Linked DNA regions of Ovis aries: region 1 is linked to region 2. Evidence: chromatin contacts called from public Hi-C data. All regions are on one chromosome and are shown on one strand. Each heading gives the region's core, a stretch centred on a gene start, on an enhancer-like site or on the middle of the called end of the contact. The rest is flanking DNA. Distances are from core to core; before and after follow the strand shown. Region 1 has its middle 65 kb from the start of SYPL1. Region 2 overlaps ATXN7L1 (ataxin 7 like 1).

Region 1 (3,285 bases), core at 42-2,541, 380 kb after region 2:
GCAAGCAGGGCCAGGCTCAGTCTGGGAGCTCTGTCTCTCTCCCACATCCAGCTGCACCTGATGCTGGGAACCCTTGCCTGACTGGGAAGACAGACACCCGGAAAGCCCATGCCCAGCTTGTGGCTGCTTTGTGCCTGAGCCCAGGTTGCATGTGGCTTCCCTGACTGCTCAGCGGGTAAAGAATCTGCCTGCAATTCAGGAGTGAAGGAGATGTGGGTTCTATCCCTGGGTCGGGAAGATTCCCTGGAGGAGGAAAATGGTAACCCACTCCAATATTGTTGCCTGAAAAAATCCCATGAACAGAGGAGCCTGGAAGGCTATAGTCCATGGGGTTTCAAAGAGTCAGATACAACTGAGCAAAACACACAGACACACAGACACACACACACACACACACACACACACACACACACACACACACCAGGGTCCATCACAACACAGCTTCAGCAACAGTCCTTTGTAGGGGAGAGGGGACAAAGCCAGCCCAGCTGATTGCTCCAGCTTTTAGCTGCCCTCAAGAACCTCCACGAGTCTTCTCAAGTCTTAGACACGGAATGTCAGACTTTAGGCGAGAATTTTTCAACCCGAGGATGAGTCAACCCGGAGCATTCCCTAGCCTGTCCTGCTTTTCCAGGAATCTCCTAAAGTGCTGGAACTTAGGGTGGAACTTGAAAGATCAATCCCTGCTTTTAATCCATCACTTCTGTTGAGGACAGATGATTTTTTCAGCACTGGACTGGTCGGTACCACTCGAGGGCAGGGGCGTCCCTTCTTTACTGAAGAACCCCAGGGTCCTTAGCATACAGAGGAAGGGAGAGGGTGGGGGGAGGAGGAAACTTTACAGAGAGGGCTGGGTGCCATTTACACTTTCAATTCCCTCAGATAGGTGGCTGGAGCACTCTCCTGGGTGCCAGAGGCTGGCTGTGCCTGCGGTCTGTCTGGGTGGAGAGGCTGAGGTTGCCCATACAAGCACATTTCCTCAGAAACACATCTGCTCAACCGCATGAAAAACAGCAACTCTGCTGACTTATTTAGCGTCCATTAAGTTCATATTCAAATGAACATGCGGGAAGGAAAGGGGCGGCGTTACTACAGTGCAGAGGCTGGGAGAGGCATTTAAAATGTATGAAGATCTGTGCACCAGATGTTTGTTTCACCTCAAGAAAATAAAATGATAGAACAACACAGAATGAAATGTCACAACCAAATCTCTGTGAGAGCAGCAAGGGAAAGCTGCTCTGTCTCCTGCTCTGGCTTCTCCCGGTCTACTCCAAGTGCACATTGCAAAGACTGGCGTGAGTCCAGTCACAGAGTCTCAGCTCTTGGTGTGAACGGCAGTTACAGCTGAGGCCATCAGTACACACGCAAGACTATCTGAACTCTTGCACGACACAGACTCTTTGCACACGAAGGGTCTCAGCCAGCTGGCTGGTGTTCAGTGGGCTGTGCCAGAGGCAGACATGAATGCTAATGAGTGTGCAGCTGCCCGCAGGTCACAGTGCAAAGGGCGGGAGCCCTGGAATGAGTCCCTGGAAGCTCTCCCTGCATTATGGCGTTAGTCAGCTAGCTGGTACCAAGCCTCCTCTCCCAGCAGGAGGGGCTACACCCAAGCTCATGTTCATGCAGACTGAGGCTTCCTCTCTACCACCGCCTCCCAGGAGGCATCACAACGCTCCGGGTAATGCCTGCACATCTCCTCTGCCTGGAGCCCAGGAGCATGTGTCTTCCTTCAGTGACTTGGTGAACCCTGTGAGCCCATTCACCCTGATACCAGGAATGATAACAGGATGGGGGAATGTGACAATGTCTGCCTGTGTCTTGGGGCTCTCCTTTGGCTTCTTGACCTTTCCCTCTCCCCAGTTTTCCTTAACTCATGTTATGGGATTTCCTCAAATCCAGTTTCTGAGGGCAGGAATTCAGATAGGACCCATGTGGCAGGACCACAGGATGAGGGATCTAGTCACTCCTCAGAGCTACCTCCACCACACTTAGAACCACAAGAGCCTAGTGACAAGGAGCAGCACTTTTAATGCCATCACAAGCCTGGAGGCACAAAGCCAAAGGGCAGGAGTCTCCAAGGAGCCGTGGGGAGGAATTTCTTTGAGTGGTGACCACACAAGGGAAGGAGTTGTGGCTGCTTAGGGTGATGCTCCTGAGATAGTCCTCTTCATCTGTCTCTCTGACAAGCCCAGCCTTGCTTAACCTCAACACCCAGCATATCACTGCCTGCTTTATGACTCTTAGTCTCCCAGAAATGGACAATTCTACAGGGTTGCTTGGATTTTTCTGAAGTCTTTGAGATAACTAGATGGCCCTGTCTTCAGGTGAGCTCATGGCCCTGGGAAAATAAGCTATTTCAAACCCTAAAAGATGATGCTGTGAAAGTGCTGCACTCAATATGCCAGCAAATTTGGAAAACTCAGCAGTGGCCACAGGACTGGAAAATGTCAGTTTCCATTCAAATCCCAAAGAAGGGCAATACCTAAGAATAATCAAAGTACTGTACAATTGCACTCATTTGACATGCTAGCAAAACAATGCTCAAAATTCTCCAACCTAGGCTTCAACAGTATGTGAACCAAAAATTTCAGATGTTTAAGCTGGATTTAGAAAAGGCAGAGGAACCAAAGATCAAATTGCCAACATCTGTTGAGTCATAGAAAAAGCAAGAGAATTCCAGAAAAAACATCTACTTCTGCTTCACTGACTATGCTAAAGCCTTTGACTACATGGATCGCAACAAACTGTGGAATATTCTTAAAAAGATGGGAATACCAGACCACCTTACCTGCCTCCTGAGAAACCTGTATGAAGGTCAAGAAGCAACAGGTAGAACTGGACATAGAACAATGACTGGTTCAAATTGGGAAAGGAGTACATCAAGGCTGTATATTGTCACCCTGCTTATTTAACTTATATCCAGCGTACATCATGTGAAATGGCAGGCTGGATGAAGGACAAGCTGGAATCAAGACTGCCAGGAGAAATATCAATAACCTCAGATATGCAGATGACACTACCCTTATGGCAGAAAGTGAAGAGGACCAAAAGAGCCTCTTAATGAAGGTGAAAGAAGAGACTGAAAAATCTGGCTTAAAACTCAACATACAAAAAAATAAGATCATGGCCTCCGGTCCCATCACTTCATGGCAAATACATGGGGAAACAATGGAAACAGTGACAGACTTTATTTTCTTGGGCTCCAAAATCACTGCAGGTGGTGACTGAAGCCATGAAATTATAAGCTCCTTGGAAGAAAAGCTATGACAAACCTAGATAGCCTAT
Region 2 (3,299 bases), core at 634-3,133:
AAATCACTGCAGATGGTGACTGCAGCCATGAAATTAAAAGACGCTTACTCCTTGGAAGAAAAGTTATGACCAACCTAGATAACATATTCAAAAGCAGAGACATTACTTTGCTGACTAAGGTCCGTCTAGTCAAGGCTATGGTTTTTCCAGTAGTCATGTATGGATGTGAGAGTTGGACTATGAAGAAGGCTGAGCGCCGAAGAATTGATGCTTTTGAACTGTGGTGTTGGAGAAGACTCTTGAGAGTCCCTTGGACTGCAAGGAGATCCAACCAGTCCATTCTGAAGGAGATCAGCCCTGGGATTTCTTTGGAAGGAATGATGCTAAAGCTGAAACTCCAGTACTTTGGCCACCTCATGCGAAGAGTTGCCTCATTGGAAAAGACTCTGATGCTGGGAGGGATTGGGGGCAGGAGGAGAAGGGGACGACAGAAGATGAGATGGCTGGATGGCATCACCGACTTGATGGACATGAATCTGAGTGAACTCCAGGAGCTGGTGATGGACAGGGAGGCCTGGTGTGCTGCGATTCATGGGGTCGCAAAGAGTCGGACACGACTGAGCGACTGAACTGAACTGAACTGAACTCAGGCCTCAGTTTCCTTATCAGTAAAATGAAGATCATGATAGATATCTGAAGTAATTAACTGAGATAATATGTATAAAGTGCTTAGCTTAGTCCCTGGGCACATAGTTGACCCTCAATAAACTGTAGCTAAAACAAGAAGGAGAGACACCACCCCCACGGACCCTGATGCTTCTGGGGTAGATGTCTGTGTGCAAGTCATTGTCACCGTCAGAACTTTTTGTCCTCTTTGAGTCTTCTGGTCCCACAATGGAGAGAGGGGGTGGATGAAGAGGAGGAGAAGGCAGGAAAAGAAGTTGAGTGGGAGCAACTGGCCCTCCATATTCACCCAGAGTGGAGGACCATTTCCTGGCGGTGGCAAAGGGAAAAGACAGAGCTGAGTAAGAAGCCTTTACAGACTTGATCCCTTTCCAGGAGCCCTTGGTCCTGCTTTGCAATCCCACCTACTTTCTCCAACCCAGTCTCCTAGGTACTGCCCAAGCCTGGACTAGTGGTAAAAGTTCCCACATGGATACATATTCTACAAGAGTGAGAGGAACTCCAGTCTCCTCTCATATGAACATGTTGTCTTCTGCAACCCTGAAGTGTGTGAGGCGGTGGGGATCTCTGTGATGGCCCTAAAATTTCTTCCTCCGGAAGAACAGCATGTGCCCCTTTCTAGGCTGCTCCAGATTCCCTAGAAGCAAGAAGTCCCAGCATCAGCCTCTGTTAGTGTCTCTGGCACTTCTGTTAAGCAGGGGTTCCCAAGGCAAGGAGCTTAGGAGGTAGTCTCCAGACCCAATGAGAGATCAACAGGCACTTAATGTGCTGACATTCCTGGGAAGTCGTGATGCTCCAAGATCACGGGAAAAATCAGCAATCAGGAAAGAGGAAGATAACGAAGGGAAAACAGAGTCCTGGCATGTAGGGTACACAAAGCTGGACAGGCTGTCTCCGGAGTGCACTGGAGACTGGCCTGCCTGCAGGGGTGCTGCCTCGGGTGATAAGTCCCAGAGAAATTTAAGACAAGCCCAGATCAAACAACCATACCTGCTCAGTGCCTTTCCTGCTATATATGAGAATGAGGAGCCTCACAATGAAAATGAGTACCTAGTGAAATTCACAGCAAGGCATGGACGGTATCAAGGGACTTTGAGGGCAGGATCTGAGATGGAAGAGATCAGGAATCAGGCGGATTCTGGAGGGAGCATACTGCAGGGCGGAATGGAGCCCCCAGAGCAGCCAGGCTTTGCTCAGGAGTGGCCAGTGGGCGCGCTTCCGCCTGCAGCCACCAGAGGTCACCAGCTCCCGCTGCTGGAGCTAAAAGCCGTCCAGCCTGCCCTTGCCGGGCCTTCCACAGACAGCACACCACCACGGTCACGGCCTGGCTCAAGCCCTGCGGCCAACACTGACTTGGAGAGACAGGACTTTCAAAGAACATCTTCCGTGCCCTTGCCAGGGAAGGAGGGGAGCAGGGACCAGGGCCCAGGCCCCCAGCCTGTGCTTTCAGGAAGCTTGTTCTGAGCATAGCATCCCTGGCTACTGTCAGCGCTCCAGCCTCTGCTCCCAGCTTCCTTCGCAGCGGCACTTCCCCAGGAAGCGTCTTTCCTATTCCTCCTTCTTCGTGTTGGAATCCAGCACTGGGCAGGCAGTCCCACAACAAACCACCTCCATCCAGAATGGCAAGCACATTTTGTTTAAACCTTCAAGAGTTGAGTCTTCACACTGATCTATAGCAAACTCAGGAGATGCTTTGCCCCCGATTAAATACAGTTTGTGTTTTTAAAAAATTCTACGCTATCAACATCTCCTTTCTGCGTTACTTCAATGTCATCACTGTCCTCACTGCTTGCCAGAATCTGGATCAAAATCCTATCATCAGACCTTCCATCTAGCCGCTCCCTGTGCTCAAGTTGTCTCCACCAGTGCAAATCCGACCCTGCTATCCTGCTGCTTAGAGGGCTCTGAGGGCTACCCACTGCCCAGCGGACCAAGTCCACCCTCACAGCTGGCCCCACACGGCTCCCGCCCTCGGCACCTTCTCCCACAGCCTCCAGGAGCTCTGCTCCTTGAACACTGTGCGTCTGCCTGGCTCTGGGCCTTGCGGCGGGTGGGCGGTTCCTTCTGCTGCTGGGCCCGCCTTCCTCCTCGGGGTGAACACGCCCCCATCTGCCTTCATGCGGTTGTCGGGTCCTCTCCTCTCTCAGCGCTGGCTCTGCCTTCCTTGGTGTTTCTGCCATACTTATCACATCAAAGAGCAAGGTTTTAGTTCTATGACCCTGAGACCTGGCCAGACCATGAGCTACCTGAGGACAGGGACTTGAACCAAATGTATTCATCACTCCAGTTATCCCAGATATATATATATATATATATATATATATATATATATATATATATACTATTTAGCACTTGGCCCAATCATTGTTTGATGAATGGGCCAATCTTTGCAACGAAAGTTAAATCATATAACACAAGACAACACGGACCAGCTCTACACCAGTACAAATGCTTCAGGAAAGGACCAGCTGCTTCTATTCTTGGTAGAGGAACCACTGAGATGACAAAGATGGGGGGGGGGGTGCTGACCTCCCCCCATCCCTTACACACAGCACCTCACTCACCCTTGCCATGCACACACTGAGCACTGCTAGGCGCTGGGTGGTAGGCTGTGCCCACGCACGGGAGGTCATATTTCGTCCTCACCCACAGTTTATAGATGAGGAACCTAAGGC

The links. A called contact is a pair of places that touch in the nucleus more often than the background predicts.
Region 1: a Hi-C map of hypothalamus shows a contact between it and region 2, with 5 times the contacts expected there. The contact joins two enhancer-like sites. A contact is called at or near these places in 13 of 16 Hi-C or Micro-C datasets (blood, hypothalamus, liver and 7 more).

The regions. Positions count from the first base shown.
Region 1 is chr4:48,627,125-48,630,409 of ARS-UI_Ramb_v3.0, forward strand. No RefSeq gene overlaps it. Among named protein-coding and RNA genes, the nearest start is that of SYPL1, 65 kb to the right of the region's middle. Within about 2 kb of position 1,292, at least 16 of the 54 cell types and tissues checked have an H3K27ac peak or open chromatin away from gene starts, as enhancers often do. A contact at or near this core is called in hypothalamus, where this site is marked.
Region 2 is chr4:48,247,153-48,250,451 of ARS-UI_Ramb_v3.0, forward strand. All of the region lies in intron 3 of ATXN7L1 (ataxin 7 like 1), which reads right to left. Among named protein-coding and RNA genes, the nearest start is that of TRNAG-UCC, 52 kb to the right of the region's middle. Within about 2 kb of position 1,884, at least 7 of the 54 cell types and tissues checked have an H3K27ac peak or open chromatin away from gene starts, as enhancers often do. A contact at or near this core is called in hypothalamus, where this site is marked.